Linked DNA regions of Mus musculus: regions 2, 3 and 4 are each linked to region 1. The links are chromatin contacts, called in public ChIA-PET and HiChIP or PLAC-seq maps. All regions are on one chromosome and are shown on one strand. The core of a region is the stretch at or near the end of the contact, and the rest is flanking DNA. Distances in the headings are between cores, read along the strand shown. Region 1 holds the start of Tlk2 (tousled-like kinase 2 (Arabidopsis)). Region 2 overlaps Tanc2 (tetratricopeptide repeat, ankyrin repeat and coiled-coil containing 2). Region 3 overlaps Itgb3 (integrin beta 3). Region 4 overlaps Itgb3 (integrin beta 3).

Region 1 (4,104 bases), core at 826-3,325:
CTTCAGCCAGTGGGAGATCTAGGTTAGCCTCAGCTATACATTAGACCTTTTATCAAAACAAAAAGCTGAAAATGGGACCTGTGGTCTAGAAAGGGCACTGGGAATCCTCTAGCTCTAGCACAAGGTTGGTGAAACTTGAAACGATTAGATAATTGGCCCAGACAACTTGTTTGTGGACCAGCTGGAAGAACTCAGTTTCAACTGTCCATTTCTCTTTCTCTTCTGGTCTCCTCTCCTAATTTATGACACTCTAGTGTTATTTAAGGAGTTATTTTTAGGCTGTGTATAGTGGCTGCATGCCTGTAATCCCAGAACTCTGAAAGAGGTCGAAGGACCCACCACCTAAGGCCAGCCCATGCTGCATAGTCAGTTGCAGGCCATATTCTTTTCAGATTTATTTTTAATTATGTCTGTGTGTGCACATGAACGCACTGTCCATGGAAGCCTTACGGGTGTAGATGTTTTGGAGCAAACCCAAGAACAGTGCCAATCTTAACCACGGAGTCATCTCTCCAGGCCCCTTTCTTTTGGTCTTAAGATACCCAGGCTGGCAATCTTGTTTCATCTCAGTCTCCCAAGTTATGGGAATGTGGGTGTTATTTTCTTGATCTCACTATAATCAAAGAACTGTCTTTGTTTTCCCACTGTGCAGACTTGAGGAGCCACAGTGCACTCCTTTTGTTCATCATTTTCATGCTTGAGACTGACTGCATTCTGGGGGCTCCTCCTTGCCCCCTTTCCCTACCCTTTGCTCCTGACTTGCTCTTCCCCTCTTCCCTTCAAAACGTTCATCTTTCCAAGCAGCCTGGGATCTGGAAGATGACTCCCAATTTGAGTTTTTCTACTTGAGTTCTGAAGGATGGAGAATGTACAAAAAGGAATTATCATCCTTTGCCCATTTGGCAGGTCTCTGTCCAGTCAATATGTGGAAAAATTAATAATAACAGAATTCTACTTTGGAGTACTTGCCAACGCCTGGAAAAGTTCAAGCCGGCTGTGTAAAAGCTTGAATGTTTCTCTTGTGATTCCCTTGTAGTCCTTCAGACACGTTCAGACATCTGGTCAAGGAAGCATCAGAAGAAAACAAAAAGCTGAGTCGTTACTTTGAAGTCCGTGTCTTGGCTCGTGAAACTAGGTGAAGAAAGTGACTTTTTCCCCCTTTGGCGCTGGGGTCAGAGGTGGAACCCTTTCCCATGCAGGAAAGCCCTCCTGTCGCAGGCGCTCACCCTCTCAGCAGACACTCTGAAGAGCAGGCCCCCAGCACCCCAGGAGGGCCATCTTGTCACCGGAGGTTAAGATGGAACCTCCCCCTAGGTGCTTTGAGAGAGTTCCCCGGGGGGCGGGTAGCGACCTCCGCTCTGGAGGGGGGCATGCTGGTGAGGGCTCGGCTGTGATCCCAGGACACCTTTGTCCCTGGAGACGCCAGGCCAGTCAGGTACGTGGAAGGCGAGAGCCGCCGGCCGGCTTTCCGTGCCTGTGGCGTGGCGTGGCGTGGCGTGGGGTCTGGGGACGTGGACCATGGCTGCGGGGGATGGCCGGCTGGCGGACATCGGGTGGGCACCGCGAACTCAGTGACACCCCTTGCCCCGCTCCCGGGCTCTCTCCTCGGATCCATCGCTGGGCAGAGCAACCTCTTTCCTCACCCCAAAAAATGTGTGTAGATGAGAGGCAGGGCGAGCGCGGCAGTCCCGCCGGGTCGCCGCTCCGACGCTGCTCCGCGGCCTGAGGCGCAGCCCAACCGTCGGCCTCCGACTCTGTCTCCACAAAGGCGGGCTCCCGAGGCTCCGGCCCCGGCCGCTTACCCGGCGCCCCCGAGCCGACCAACCACCCCTCACGTCGCAGGCGGGGCCGCAAGCGCCGCCAGCCGCCCGCCCTCAGCAGCCCTGTCAGGCGCGGCCTGTTCCGCCGGTGCGGGGTCCCCTGGTTAACCCCTGCCCGCCAGCGCGGCCGCTGATTGGAGGAGGCGGAGCTCCGGGGGCAGCAGCGACCCTCCCCCCAACACCTTTCCCGTCCCCTCCCCCACGGCCGGCACTACCTCCCCCCCACCCCAGGAACACCCCCCCCCCGTGCCTCCCAGCCGTGCAAATCTCGCGAGGAAACACGCGGTTTCACTAGTGTGTTTACACCGATCACTACTAATCCGGACCGAACCGATCCGGATTAAGGGGCCGGAGGCGGGTCCTGGGCACTAGCGGTTCCGACCCCCCCCCCATCCCGCCCTCCGCGCCGCACCCGAGTGGCCCCCAGCCGAGCGGGCCCCCACTTCTCGGCCCGACCCAGACCCTTCTGCGCCTCCCTTGGCCTTTGTCCGGCGCCAGGAGGCCGGCCCCGCGCCCCCCGGCGGCCGCCCGGGCCCGGGCCCGCGTCAGCCGCCTGGCTCCGTACGCGAGCTCGGGGATCTGCGGCCTCCGTGGCCCCCCTCCCCCGCCCGCCCTGTCGTGGAGCCCGGCGCCGCCGGCGGCTGCCCGGGCGGGGGGTTGCGGCGCTCAGGAGAGGCCCCGGCTCCGCCCCGGGCCTGCCCAGGGGGAGAGCGGAGCGGTCAGCAGCCGGGTCGGGTCGGGGCCCCTCCCGAGAGGAGAGTGGAGCGGCAGCGGCGGCAGGTGAGAAGCTCAGCCCCTGGACGTGGAAGGGCGCCGGGGCCTGGGGTATTAACCGTCCCGGGGGCCCCACTCCAGGGCCCGAGGAGGCTGCGACCCGGGCCGGCGTCGTGCCGCAGCTCCTGGGCGCCGAGGCGGGAGGTGCTCCCCGAGGGCTGCGGGGTCGCCGAGGGGCCGGGCCGAAGATGGACCAGGCCCAGGCCTGGGAGTGTGGCGGTCGGCCTGCCGGGAGAGGCGACTCCGGGGAGCTGGAGGCCTCGGCAGCCTACGGGGCGCCCCCGAGAGCTGTCCCTCGCTCCGTCCGTGACAGGTGGGCCCGGAGTTGGGGAAAGTTTGGAGCCGGCGAGGGGCGCCGGGACCAGGCCCCATCGGTCCTGCTTCCCGGCTTGGGGCCATTGGGAGGATCCCGGTCCAAAGCCCCTCTGGAAAGAGATGGGGTGGGTATTTTCTGATCATGAGTTGACATTAAATGGGGTAACTGCTAGGGCCTCATTTTCTGGGCCAGGCCTGGGGATGGAGGGTTGGGAAATGTTTCCAGAGACCTTGGGATTGGGGAGAGACTGCATTGTAACCTCTGCCTTTCCGACCTCGATTATTAGGGCAGGACAAGTAGTGAGCAAGGCCACCTACCTACTTAGGGAAAACTCGGTTTTCTTCTCAGTCTTTTTTTTTTTTTTTTAAGATGCCTTTCTACCATTCTAACAGTTTCCTAATTCCTTACTTGTGTGTGTGAGTGAAACTTGAATTCGTCACCTTTTCATTCCCCTTTGCTCCAGGCATTCAGTCCAGGAAGGGAAATGAAAGTTAGGACGGGTGTAGGGGATGTTACTGGAAATTATGGAGCTGTTAGATTGCAGAGAAGGTTTGATTCCTTTTTCAGTGAACTTTAATACAAATTTCTGCCAATCACTCCAGGAGTGCCTCCAGTAACTCTGGAATACTAGAATGTTTGAAGGGTTCCTATGTTATGATGCATGCTCTTTTTCTATTCTCAATATTGAAGAACTTTTTAATGGATGATGCAAGAGTACTTTCTCCCATCGGATGGACAAACTTGCTCATAGCATCTACATTAATTGGTCAGGAAAAGAGTTTAAAAATGGTGCCCTCCTGCTCCTCCCTGTTTGGGAGGAGTGCAAGCAGGTACCCAGAGTGGAGAGGAAACTACTGTTCCATGGAGTGGTCAGAAAAAGATTTTGTAAAGGAATTGTTACAGTTACATCAATTTCCTGAGTGAATGTAGGTTGATGGTTTATGTTGGGTTCTACATTACATTTACCATGAAAGAATTCCATTTTTCACTAGCTACTGTGAGCTATTCAGAGAAAGGAGCTATATACAGTAGGGCTTCTTGACGTTATTTGCAGCTTCTGATTCACTCTGGATTCACTTGAAATTATTAAATGACTCATATTTTTAGCTTAACTAGTTCTTATGTGTTTGGGAAAGAAATCTCTAGAAGTACTTAGATTGAAAGGTATCTGACAGGAGTTTTCTATTTGTAAGT
Region 2 (4,104 bases), core at 1,024-3,523, 720 kb after region 1:
GATAAAAGGTGTGTGTACTAAGGGTGTGTCTGTATTCCACCAAGGTCATTCTGTAATCCAGAGTGTGTCTGCATTCCAACCAAATCACCTGAGGGTTTTGTTTTTTTCTTTGAATGTAAAAACAAAAGCCTTGCCTCATTTTCTGGGGAAAGTTCTCTGCAGAGGGATGTACAGAGGAACTGGACATCAATAATCTAGGCTGAGTTCCTTGTTCACAGCTCTCTCTATTTTCTTCCCATAGGTGGATCACTTGGATAAGAATGGACAGTGTGCTTTGGTTCATGCTGCTCTGCGAGGTCATCTAGAGGTTGTCAAGTTTCTGATTCAGTGTGACTGGACAATGGCTGGCCAGCAGCAAGGAGTGTTTAAGAAGAGCCACGCCATCCAGCAGGCCCTCATTGCTGCAGCCAGCATGGGTTACACTGAGGTAAGAAAAAAAAAAGGACCTAAGAAACTGTGGGGCAAAGACTTGAATGATGCAAAATTGCCAGCCACACTGGTGAAAAGTTTTTAATCACTTTTGTGATGAACAGGGGATTAAACTCCACAATACTCTAATACTACGTACCTAGAATTATGTGCGTGGAAAAACTTAAGAGTCAGAAAAGAGTTTGGAAAAAAAAAAAAAGAAAAGAGTTTGGAAATTGTCACAGCTTCTCCCACACTTTCTGTGACACTAAAACACAGAGGAGTTACTGACCTGTAGACATATGGTCAGACATTTTGGGACAAGAAGGATGCACCCCACAGAACCTCAGAATGGTTGATTTTGGTCCAAGATGGTACAGTTTTCTTACTGCCTTAGAACCCTAGTCTTCATCCATAAAGTTACTGAAGTCTTTTTACAAGGCTGCTATGAAGGATGCTCTAAATAATTAATACCATACAGATGGCATTTTCTACATTATTAATAAGTGTGGCAAATTCATGGACTTGGTAGTATTCTGTGAAATGTTAAGTAACTGACAATGAGGAAAGGAAAAGACTATAACCAGGGAGCAGGTACACAGCTGCTTATGCTTATTATAAATTTTACTAATCTAAGGAATGGGCTACACTGTGACAAACAGTGTTCTCAATTGAATGGTTAATTGAGTGTTGGCTTTGGTCAAATATGAATCTGTAGCCAACCTGTGGTTGCAACCTATGATGTAACAAGTAGAATTGCATCTAATTTGCTTTTTCCCAGTAATTTTACGGCCATTGACTCTGATGTTGGATTTACTGTTAACTGTCTCTCACCTGTACTGATTAAAATGAAACGCATTGGGCCGGGCGTGGTGGCGCACGCCTTTAATCCCAGCACTTGGGAGGCAGAGGCAGGCGGATTTCTGAGTTCGAGGCCAACCTGGTCTACAGAGTGAGTTCCAGGATAGCCAGGGCTACACAGAGAAACCCTGTCTCGAAAAAAAACCAAAAAAAAAAAAAAAAAAAAAATGAAACGCATTTTCAGTTTTGCTCTAAACCAAACATTGATTTATAAAGTTTGTAACTATTGCTACCATGGCTGACTTCAAGCTGCCAGTGTTATGTCACTCAATATGGAGGTGGGAAGAAATACACAGTAGCACACGTGACAGCGTTTCATCCATACAGATGCAATACATATAAATAACCTTAAAATCACAGATGACAACAGTAGGACATAGTTAACTAATTGAGAAATTTTAAGAATTGAGGGACTTTTTTGTTTGTTTTTTGTGGTGTTGAGATCAAATCCAGGATCTCACACATTTTAGGCAAGTACTCTTACCAGTGGGTGCCAGCCTATAGTTAGGTATTTTTTAATATTTTTCATATAATTTCTTTATATTTCAAGTTTTAATAAGTGACTGGCTTTGTTTAACAATCACCTCGTAAACTGGTGTGGTAGTGGTGCACACCTTTAGACCCGGCATTCAGGAGGTAGAGTCAGGTAGATCTCTGAGTTCAAGACCAGCCTGGTCTACAGAGTGAGTTCCAGGACAGCCAGGGCTACACAGAGAAACCCTGTTAGGGGTGGGGATAGGGACAGCGTGTAAAATTTCTGAAACATAGAATCAGCTCTCCTGGGTCTCTACTCAGGAGCCCATCCCACTGCAAGGGATGCTCCAGTGAAGCAGCAGTCCTCTCAGCTGGCCTTAGGGGTCGCCAAGTGAATATGAAGCAAAACTGAAATGTGTATTGTCTGTGGAAAGTCCCTTAACTCCTAATACAATCAGATTCCTCAAGACAGCTGTCACTTTTGTTTGTGGTTTGCAGTTATTCTCCCTCCCAGGCAGTCCTCATACTTCTGAGAGGAAACAAAACAATTACTTAAAGGAAGTATAGACCTCAGCTTTCTCCACATTCCTTTCCTGTGTGCTTATTGGGCGTCAGACAAGAGATTGTGTCATTGGCTTAAATAAGAAGAATATGTCATTTTTAAATCACATGATATATGGAGTATGTTAAATAAAAACATGTAAACTGTCTGATAGGACAGCTTTCTATCAGAATGGTTTCAGTTTTCTTTTGTAAAGCAAACAGTACTGATTTTTTGTGTGTAAGAAATTTAGTGAGAGGATTGCCTTCCAGATCAGTGCCAGCAGCGTAGCTTTTCACCTGCAGTGTGAGCTGACATGACTTCTTGTTTCAGATTGTCTCCTACCTACTTGATCTTCCAGAAAAAGATGAAGAGGAAGTGGAGCGAGCACAAATCAACAGTTTTGACAGTCTCTGGGGAGAGACAGGTACTTCTCTGGGACATTGCTGTCTTCTCTCAGTGGTGTGTTATATTCATGTTGACTTTCTGGATCTCTCATATTATTTTGAGCCTGGCATACTTCACCACTCTATCTTAAGACTTTTGTATTAAAGGTCAGTTCAGCCCAAGTGAAAAGTTAGGCAGTTTTTCTCTTTCAGCCCACTTTCCCTTTGGATCCTCTACCATTACCACTTTTTAAGAACATCACCACTCTTGTTTCAAATATTTTCTTACAGTATGGTAAGCAAAGCAGGAAACCGCTGTGGTCTTCCATTTGTTTATATGACCCTTACACTGCTTCCTTTTCTCCTTTTCCTTTCTTCCCAGAGTAATGTCCCACCTACAGCTGTTACCTGGGAAAGTCCTGCTTCCATCCACATCTCTGGCCTAGCTAGAAGTCATTGTGGCTACCTAGCACTGTTAAGCTTTACATAGTGACTAGAGATGCCAGCTAGATGAAAACCAAAGGTGCCACCTGATCTGTTCTAATTCTCTGGGGTCTGTAGCACAGCATTTGCTGCCATCTGGTCCTTACTTCACCCACAGTAGCTCTTCCTCCTGGTTGATGCAGACTAGCCTGGAGCATTGGGAGAAGCACAGTTACCTCTGATGTGTTTTCATGAAACTGGGGCAGGGCAAACAGTAGAGCAACCACAGACATGTTTCTTACTTGCCGGGAGAAAGAGACTGTTATTGAGATGGTAAATGTGTATAGAACGTTTCACTAAACAAGAAGGGTATACATTTGGTAAAGGTGAGAATGTTATTAAAAATCAGATAAAATTTTTGAATTTATCTAACATTTATAATAACTCATTGAATTGTTTTCTTTCTTCCCCTGCTAAAATGTGCATAGGTTTCATGACTTCTTTTTCATGTGTAATGGTCCAGAGCTCAGGAATTTCCTTCTCAACAATTTTTCCCTTTGTAAAAGCCAAAGAGAGCCAATGCCAGGCAGCTGCAGCTTAAGAGCCCATGATAGATTAAAGGAAAATCTGCAGCTGCAAACAGCTGTTGTCCTTGGAACCCCATCCTCAGAGAAGCCAGAGGAAGGTGACCTAAAACTGCAAAAGGGACATGTTGGTTTACCTCTCTTGTCAGCAAATCTTCTCAATACAGCGTTGCCATACCTCCTGACACAGCCTTCTAACCAAGGGCAAGAGAATAGGAAGGGGGCCCAAAATGCCATGGTCCAGTGGTCACAGTGGGTAGAAATTATAAGGCCAATATTCATAGTGGAGAGCATCAAACTAGTGTTATACTTCATAGAAATCCTTAGATTCAGAAAATGTATAAACTGTGGCTGGTGAGATGGCTCAGTGGGTAAAGCCACTGCCATACAAGTATGAGAACCTGAGTTTGGGGTTCAGCTTGGTAAA
Region 3 (4,104 bases), core at 923-3,422, 550 kb before region 1:
CTGTTAGGTTTTTGACTTGTAACGTCATCGATTGTAAAGGGAGGGAGACAGCCTGGTCTTATTTTTCAGTGTTTTTTTTCCCCCCCTAAGGAAATTTATAGGAAGGGTAAGGACTGTCGGCACGTCTGAGCATTCAACTCTCTCTTCTTAAGACTGAGGTTAGAAAGTGGAGTGGGGGGGGGGGGGCGGCGGCTGGAGAGATGGCTCAGTGGTTGGGAGCACTGACTGCTCTTCCAGAGGTCCTGAGTTCAAATCCCAGCAACCGCATGGTGGCTCACAACCATCCTTAATGAGATCTGACGCCCTCTTCTGCAGTGCTTGAAGACAGCTAGTGTACTTACATATAATAAATAAATAAATACATTAAAAAAAAGGAAGTGGAGCGAGGAGGGCCTCTCAGAAGCAGTTGCTCCCCTTGCTGAGCCTGAAGATCTGGGTGGCTTGCTATTCTCCTCAGATCCCTGGTCTCCCCGTCCTGGTTCCCTCCATCAGCCTCTGCCTTGCTCTGGAAAGACTCAGGTCTGCTGGCCTCCTGGTGACTTAATCACAGCCTTTTTGGGAGGTGTGTGGGCAGTTGGGGCCAGAGATAAGAGTCATGGTGACGATGGTGGTGAAGATGATGTGTGTGTGTACATGTGTGAATGCATGTATGTATACTTTTGTGTATATGTACATGCGTGTGCTTTAGAAGGAAGAGATGGCTTCCTGAGACTGTATGGTTTAGAAGGATGAGAGACAGGCACAGACAGAGATGGGTGGCTGATCACAAGGCTTGGTCTGTCCAGCCGTTAGTTCTTCCCAGCGCTTTTCTGTTAGGTGTCAGGATAGAGGTTTTCTCTCATCGTCAGGCATGGCCTGTGGTGTCTTTTATGGGACATTTGTCACCAAGAAGGTTAAGTCTTATTCCCCTTGTGGGGGCTACTCCTCTGCCTCATATCTGAAAGCTGAGAGAGAAGAAAGGTACAGGCCAGAGCCCCTTTCTCTTTCTGTTTGGGTCAGGTTGAGGTGTATGCGTTTGCGTGTGTGTGTGTGTGTGTATGTGTGTGTGTTTGTGTGTGTGTCTGTAAGGGTGGAGTGTGTATGTGGTGTGTGTGTGTAAAATGATGCAGTGTGTATGTATGTGTATGAGGGGTGAGTGTGCATGTGTGATAGAGTGTGGTTCGTGTGTATGTGTGTATGTGCATGTGTGTGAGGGTGTAGTATGTGTGTGGGGGTGAGGATGAGGTGTGTGTATGTGTGTGTATAGTGTGTATAATGTGTGTATGTGTGTGTGTAGTGAGTGTGTGTGTGTGTAGTATGTATGGGTGAGAATGAGGTGTGAGTGTGTATGTGTATGTGTAGTGTGTAGTGAGTGTGTATGTGTGTGTAGTGAGTATGTATGTGTGTGTAGTGTGTAGTGAGTGTGTATGTGTGTAGTGAGAGTGTATGTGTGTGGAGAGTGTATGTATGTGTGTAGTGTGTATGGGTGAGGATGAGGTGTGAGTGCTGCACTGTATCACTACACACACAGGCCTTTGTGACTGATCTCTCTGCAGGTGTCCTGGTGGCCAGGTTATGCACAACTGAACAGGAAGGACTTACCCATCTTTCCCGATCTTCTCACAGCCTTATCTTGCATCCCAGTCTCTGAATGCCTGGGGCATTCTCTGCTGTGGCTCCTCCGGGCACCCTTCCTCCCATTCTTAACTAGAAAGTTGAGTTCCTCATTTGTGAAGACCCTCCCTAGAGGTTCTTCACCTGTGAAATGATAAGTAGTAATTCCAGCATTACCAAGCTGTGAGCATTGCAGTGACTTTCCTGAAGTGCTTGTCCCATGCTGTATGCAGTGAGGGCTCAGTAAATGTTAATAGTTGTTCTTGAATATATGCATATACATATTGATGATGGCTTTTGAATGGTGGTAGTTAGGAGAGTCTGAAGACCTAGAAACAGGGGCAGGTAGGGGTGTGCCAGCTTTCAGGTCAGTCCCCCAACCTGGCATGTGACGGCTGGACATGAGCTCACGCAGTGCTGGTTAAATATGCCTAGTGTCAGGGTACGATGGAACTGAAAACATCCTGTTGTTAACCCCACTTATCAAACAAATCAGGAAACTAAGGCTCAGAGTGACTTCTGTGGTGTCACGTGGCTAGCTAGTGATGACCTAGATCTGAGGCCTGTTTCCTGATTTCAGTGTCCTTCCAAGAACATTTCATTCTTGCATGTGACACACAGACCCAGACCCTGAGGCTGAGGTGATACATACGTGTCAGTGTGGTTTTTTTTTTTTTGTCCAGTGTGAAGGAGGAAGCTGAGAGAGCTGCCAGCACCTGTCCTCTGGCACTTTTCCTCAGCTTGTGGAGTTTATTCCTAGGTAGATTATTCAGGAACTACTCAACGGAGCATGCTGACAGCTGACTCCTGCTGAGTGCCTTCTGCTTGCCTGGTGTTATTTAGCCTGGCATGGCATTCCTACGATGAGAGGTTCTTCTTATTAAATAGCTAATTCCTTCTAAAGTATTTTTTTTTTTATTGTGGTAGAATACATATAACAGAACTTACCATCTTGACCTTTCTGTGTGCGTGTGGTTGTGTGTATGTGTGGAGATCTATTTTGTGTGTCTTCCTTTCTCTCTACCTTATTTCTTGAGACTCAGGGTCTCTCACTGAACCTGGAGCTCATCAAGATGGCTAACGTCGCTGGTCAGCAAGTCCCAGGGCTCCTCCTGCCTCTGCCTCCCTAGCTCTGGGTTTGCAGGCATGTGTCACCATACCCAGGTCTCTCTTTGTGTGTGAGTGTGTGTGTGTGTGAGTGTGTGTGTGTGTGTGTGTGAGTGTGAGTGTGTGTGTGTGTGTGTGTGTGTGTGTGTGTGTGTGTGTGTGTGTTTAACACGGGTGCTGGGGATTGAGCTCAGGTTTCATTCTTGTGCTGCAAACACTTTCCTGACTGGACATCTCCCCAGCCCCTTCCTACCCATTCCTTTCCACCGTAACCACCTTAAGTGTCCAGGTGAGTGGCGTTGTCTATGTATAATGTGAAGCCCTCACTGTCATCTGTCCCCATAACTGAATTTCATTATGCAAAATTAGAGCTTTGGGCTCATTAAACAACTCTTCCTCCTCCTCCTCCTTTTCCTCAGCCCCTGGCAGCCACAATCTCCCTTTGCGTCTCTATGGTTTTGATTGCTGTCTGTAGCCAAGGGTGACTTTTCCCCTTCATGATACAGCTGAAGGAAGTGAGCTGTGTGTCATGCTCTGGTACCCAGTCAGTGGTGACAATGCCTGGAGGGGGTGGGGGTGTCAGTCTCAGCCAGTCTCAGCCAGCTCATTCTTGGGCTCTTATTCTTTACCCTCCACCATATCTGCTCTGTCATCTTTGTCTTGGATAAAGAAGGGAGGCAGGAAACACACAATCATGGACCTTATAAAACAGGCAGCATGTAACACAGCATTGATAAATGGTTTTAACCTTGACCCACAGAAAGAAATACCTCATGGACTATTACTCATTATAGGTGCCATCTTCCAGTAAATAAAAGATTCCCCAAATAATGAAACTTTTATTTATATACTTGGATATTTTCTATTCTATTTAATTATGTTTTACTTAGTAAACTTGATTTTGAGACTCACAAAGTAATCATATTTTACAATTTGGAAAATACTTGTTTAGCAGGCTTCTTACTTAATGGTCCCTCTTCTCTGTTGTCAATCCATGAACAGACACTAAGTCAGTCTATTCTCCCTTCCTGTGCGTGCCCCTGAGGATTAACCATGGAAGGACCATGACAATTCTTTTATGCTAGATTAGCTCCAAAGAGCCAGAGAAGCTCTTGGCCAGGGGGAGGTGACTTACCAGGCAGGAGGCACAGCCGCCCTAGCTCTGATGTTGACCTTTCCCTCGGGCTCTTCTCTTCATAGACTTTGTCTCAGGGCTCACCCCGATGTAACCTGAAGGAGAACCTGCTGAAGGACAATTGTGCTCCAGAGTCTATTGAGTTCCCAGTCAGTGAGGCCCAGATCCTGGAGGCTAGGCCACTCAGCAGCAAGGGCTCTGGAAGCAGCGCCCAGATCACTCAAGTCAGCCCTCAGAGGATTGCCCTTCGACTACGGCCAGGTGAGCGT
Region 4 (4,104 bases), core at 964-3,463, 510 kb before region 1:
CCATCTTCAACTCTGAATCCCTCTGTTCCGATTTCATTCCTGGGAGTCTCTGGTGATTCCTGCTCTCCGTCTCTGCCTCCCAGAGTGTCCCAAGGGTCCTGATATCCTGGTGGTCCTGCTGTCAGTGATGGGGGCCATCCTGCTCATTGGCCTTGCTACTCTGCTCATCTGGAAGCTACTCATCACTATCCATGACCGGAAGGAATTTGCTAAATTTGAGGAAGAACGAGCCAGAGCCAAGTGGGACACAGTGAGTGGCTGTGCTGAGCTTTGAGTTCTCCGGAGTCTTTGGTTCATGAACCCGAGGTTGGGGCAGGAGATGCTCAGTGGTCAGCCAGCCTCGAAACTGGGAAATGTTTTGACTGTTCTTTTATCTGTATGTGCTATGAGGCCTCCCAGTCCTCTACCTTACAGTGACCACATGTCCTGATCACTGAGCTCACACGGGATACTATGACAAAGGGAGAAGCTTAATTCTCCAGTTGAGGGGACAGGGCAAATCTGTATCAGGGACATGTAACACACTGTACAGAAAGTGACATAGCAGAGAACGTCTCCTGAGGGCTAAATGCTTCTGACACTTTATCTCCGTAACAGCCCTTTTGATGGACAATATTATCATTCGGATCCTATAGTTAAGGAAACTGAGGGCAGAGAAGTAAAGCAGCTTGCCTGACAAAGGAAGGGATGGGGCAATACAGGAAGTACTTTCGGAGTCAGCCTCTTAGATGTCATGGCCTTACATCTGTTTACCTCATTTTTCTCTTTTCCTTCAAATGAGAGGTGGTAGCTTGCAAACCAGGATCCTCTGGAGACCCCAGAATGCTGTTTAACCTGATTTAATCCAATCAAACGAGCATCTAAACAACAAAAGCCCCATGCATGTGTGTATGGCCATGGTGTGTTTTCAGAGGTCAGGGGACAGTCTGCAGGAGTCAGGTTTGCCTCCCACGTGGGTTCTGAGGACCAGTGTCAGCTGCATCAGGCCCGGCAGCAACCGCCTCTGCCCGCTCTGCCCGCTCTGCCAGCTCGCTAGTCCGTCGTCGGATGAGCATTTTTCTTTGAGAACTGTTTATTTAATTTTAAGTCCAACTTCACTTTATTTTTCCTAGACAGGCCAAGAATGTACAGCGTTTGAGCCGCTGAGGAACTTCTCTAGATTTCTTGACATGGAGGGGATGTTCTAAATTTCTTGACTACCATTAAGGGGGATTCATTTACTTTTTGTTAGGAAGTAATTTGGGAAACCTGGTGAAGGCACACAACAGGTCTGTGGGTAGCAACTGGCCCGAGAGATGAGATAAAAACAAGTTAGGAATAATTTCAGCAAAAGCCGGGCTCTGTGTTCTGACCTCACCTGCTACATTTTCCCTTCTGGCTCCCATCGCGGGCACTGCCTTAATGAAGGGAAAGAAAGAGTAGGGACAGAAGAAGAAACGGGAGAGGCAGGGCAAACAGTATACTAGTCTGGGACTGACAAATATTCTTCCACCCAAAGTGACTGAATTAAAAACCCTTAGAAACAGTGGCAGACCAGCAATACAGCATCCCTCTCCCCTCCTTCTCTCCTATCTATTCCCATCCTAAGAGTTGATGAGTAAATGTAAACATTGGCTGATTTCTGAGATGACGTTTAACCGTTTGGGGTAAGGAAGTGCATGGAGCTGACCACCGTTTCTCCTCTCTTCCCTCTGCAGGCAAACAACCCGCTGTATAAAGAGGCCACCTCCACCTTCACCAATATCACCTACCGGGGGACTTAATGAGACCATCTTCAGATGACGCCAGGACCGTGGGACTCTCTGCCATTATGTTTACAGAGGACATTTGTGTGTGTGTGGGTGTGTGGGTGTATGGGTGGGATTTGGGGCGTGGGTTGGGCTGGGCTGGAAGAATGTCAGTATGTGGGAATGTATCTCTCTGTGTGTACTTATGTGTGTGACGAGTGTGGGGAAATGTGTAATTTAAAACTTGTGATGTGTCTCACAGGCAGAGCTCCACAGCCTTTGTCCTCAGGGGCCCTCCCCAAAGGATTCTTCCTGCTTAGCTTGAGGGGGACTCATGATGCCCGGCAGGTGCTCATTACCTCTGAGAAGCTAGCTTGCTTTGTCAGGCCATTCTCCCAGAAGAGAAGGGCAGGGCTGAGGTTCCCCAACCCCCATTCCAGAGGAAGTGGTGTCAAGTCTTGGTTCTATACCAACTTTGTAATTTTCCGGTTCTTGGGGCTGACTGTCAACAGCTGTGGTAGAAAGTGCTTGACGTTGAAGCTCAGCTGTATCGTCTGTGCCTCTGCCCACCTCCCTCCCTTCCTCAGGCTGATGGTGGAGTTAGGGGAGAATCGAGTCCTCAAGAGTTGCCTGTGGCTTTTGCCAGCACCTCAGTCCTGCTATGGCTCTCTCTCTCATAAGGAAAGTCCTTGTCACCTGGCTCTTTGGCCTGTTAAGGGTGAGGATGGCAAGGCCACTCAGGGGTCATGCATGGCCTGGGGGGTGTGCCAGCACCTCCAAGATCATAATCACAGCCATTCAGAATTGCCTCATTGGTAGCTCTTCCCAGGAGATTTGTGAACATGTGTCATTGTGTCAACACCATCTCTTACCTCCTGCTTCTACACCCTGATGGCCACAGACTTGTGCTATGTGCTGAGACTCTCTCTCATGGTCAGATGCTATGGGCTGAGGCTCTCTCTCATGGTCAGATGCTATGGGCTGAGGCTCTCTCTCATGGTCAGATGCTATGTGCTGAGGCTCTCTGTCATGGTCAGATGCTATGGGCTGAGGCTCTCTGTCATGGTCAGATGCTATGGGCTGAGGCTCTCTGACATTGTCAGATGCTATGGGCTGAGGCTCTCTCTCATGGTCAGATGCTATGGGCTGAGGCTCTCTCTCATGGTCAGATGCTTTCTCCTCAGGGGAGAGTGCAGTGGTCAGAGCTGGAGGTCCATCCCCACTCTCCAGGCTTTCTGCTCCTCTTTCCGGGCACCTCCACACACCTCATCCTATGCCTCTGTGTGCTTGCTACACCCATCCATGGGGGTGCTTGTGTGTATCTACCTCTTCGGTGTCTTGTGAAGGAGTCCCCCGAGTCTCCCATGAGTCTGTTGAACAACGTGCCAGGGAGGAGTTGAAAGGCCAGTCAGAACTGCATGTGTGGCCTGTTCTCCTGTGGGCTGGACAACCTCATTTTATCTCAGCCTTTAATCTGGGAGGCCACAAGTGCAATTTTATTTTATTCCCTATGGGGACACCCAAAACTATGATGAGGCCCGATCACTCTAGAGGAGCACGTATATAAACATACTTGCATTATTATATTTATAATTTTGTATGATGACAAAGGAGAGCATAAAAAACCCCACACAGAGTGTGTGGCAAACATTCTTAGTAACTTGCCAGTCAGTGGCTGGGTCTGCAAGGGGCTTCCCTCTTCCTGGAAGCATGTGAAGATGGGTATGTGGACACACTGACCCTTTCTTGAAGAGGTTTCTCGACTGGGTTCTGGGTTCTGTTGGCCCAGCAAGCATGGTTTGCTCTGCTGGCATTGACTTAGATCTAATGTTAAAAATCAGTGCTTACCACCCAGAGACAAGAGGCCTATAAACAGCATCTTGATGATCTGAGACCTGAGTCCTGGCCTCGGGATCGCTGTCAAAACACCTGAAAGTTAATTCAGAAAAGCCATTTCCCCCACCCCTCTGGAGTTCAATATTCTTTTGGATTTGGTAACTTGGAAAGTCTATTTCAAGTGTCACTATTCTTTTTTTCTGAAAGACAGGGTCTCATGTATCCCAGGATGGCTTTGAACTTGCTATGTAGCCAAGGTTGACTTGAACTTCTGATCCTTTTTCTACACTTCTCAGGTGCTACAATTACAGGCATGAGTTATCCTGCCTGGCTTATGCAGTGCTGGGAATAGAACCCAGGACATCACACATGCTAGGCAAGAACATTACCAACTGATCTGTATTCCCAGCTTTAGTATCAACATCCTAAGATGCCGAGAGTAAATACGGTATCAAGCCTGCGGTCCAGATTCTGTGTGTGTATAAGGAGGCTGGAATGTTGACCAGTAGTAGAACAAGCAGTTAAGGAATGTCCTGGGTTT

Evidence for each region. ChIA-PET counts read pairs in DNA pulled down with a chosen protein or histone mark. HiChIP or PLAC-seq counts read pairs in DNA pulled down with a chosen protein or histone mark.
Region 2: an H3K4me3 HiChIP or PLAC-seq map of bone marrow-derived macrophages shows a contact between it and region 1, with 6 times the contacts expected there. The contact joins the enhancer-like site here to the promoter of Tlk2 in region 1. A contact is called at or near these places in 8 of 39 promoter capture datasets (the 3T3-L1 cell line, the C10 cell line, the SN4741 cell line and 3 more) and 10 of 115 datasets of contacts at active chromatin or transcription factors (the NIH/3T3 cell line, bone marrow-derived dendritic cells, bone marrow-derived macrophages and 7 more).
Region 3: an H3K4me3 HiChIP or PLAC-seq map of bone marrow-derived macrophages shows a contact between it and region 1, with 4 times the contacts expected there. The contact joins the enhancer-like site here to the promoter of Tlk2 in region 1. A contact is called at or near these places in 3 of 39 promoter capture datasets (cranial neural crest, frontonasal cranial neural crest and stem cell-derived epiblast-like cells), 11 of 115 datasets of contacts at active chromatin or transcription factors (the NIH/3T3 cell line, astrocytes, bone marrow-derived dendritic cells and 7 more) and 2 of 9 other capture datasets (adipose tissue and liver).
Region 4: a contact with region 1 is called in an RNA polymerase II ChIA-PET map of memory CD8 T cells, with 21 read pairs. The contact joins the enhancer-like site here to the promoter of Tlk2 in region 1. A contact is called at or near these places in 2 of 39 promoter capture datasets (the 3T3-L1 cell line and hippocampal neurons), 1 of 484 Hi-C or Micro-C datasets (cortical neurons), 3 of 115 datasets of contacts at active chromatin or transcription factors (bone marrow-derived macrophages, memory CD8 T cells and regulatory T cell precursor) and 1 of 9 other capture datasets (adipose tissue).

What each region holds. Positions count from the first base shown.
Region 1 is chr11:105,179,452-105,183,555 of GRCm38.p6, forward strand. Tlk2 (tousled-like kinase 2 (Arabidopsis)) reads left to right here and starts at 2,076. Exons shown (of 22, transcript NM_001112705.2): 1 at 2,076-2,600. 1700052K11Rik (RIKEN cDNA 1700052K11 gene) reads right to left here and starts at 1,982. Exons shown (of 1, transcript NR_027956.1): 1 at 1-1,982.
Region 2 is chr11:105,899,443-105,903,546 of GRCm38.p6, forward strand. It overlaps Tanc2 (tetratricopeptide repeat, ankyrin repeat and coiled-coil containing 2), which reads left to right. Exons shown (of 26, transcript NM_181071.3): 17 at 242-427; 18 at 2,618-2,711. Among named protein-coding and RNA genes, the nearest start is that of Cyb561, 43 kb to the right of the region's middle. Within about 2 kb of position 2,274, at least 61 of the 459 cell types and tissues checked have an H3K27ac peak or open chromatin away from gene starts, as enhancers often do. A contact at or near this core is called in bone marrow-derived dendritic cells and bone marrow-derived macrophages, where this site is marked.
Region 3 is chr11:104,628,274-104,632,377 of GRCm38.p6, forward strand. Itgb3 (integrin beta 3) reads left to right here. Exons shown (of 15, transcript NM_016780.2): 3 at 3,901-4,096. Among named protein-coding and RNA genes, the nearest start is that of Itgb3, 22 kb to the left of the region's middle. Within about 2 kb of position 2,173, at least 53 of the 459 cell types and tissues checked have an H3K27ac peak or open chromatin away from gene starts, as enhancers often do. A contact at or near this core is called in bone marrow-derived macrophages, where this site is marked.
Region 4 is chr11:104,665,383-104,669,486 of GRCm38.p6, forward strand. It overlaps Itgb3 (integrin beta 3), which reads left to right. Exons shown (of 15, transcript NM_016780.2): 14 at 84-250; 15 at 1,698-4,104. The coding sequence ends at 1,763. Among named protein-coding and RNA genes, the nearest start is that of Efcab13, 23 kb to the right of the region's middle. Within about 2 kb of position 2,214, at least 64 of the 459 cell types and tissues checked have an H3K27ac peak or open chromatin away from gene starts, as enhancers often do. A contact at or near this core is called in memory CD8 T cells and regulatory T cell precursor, where this site is marked.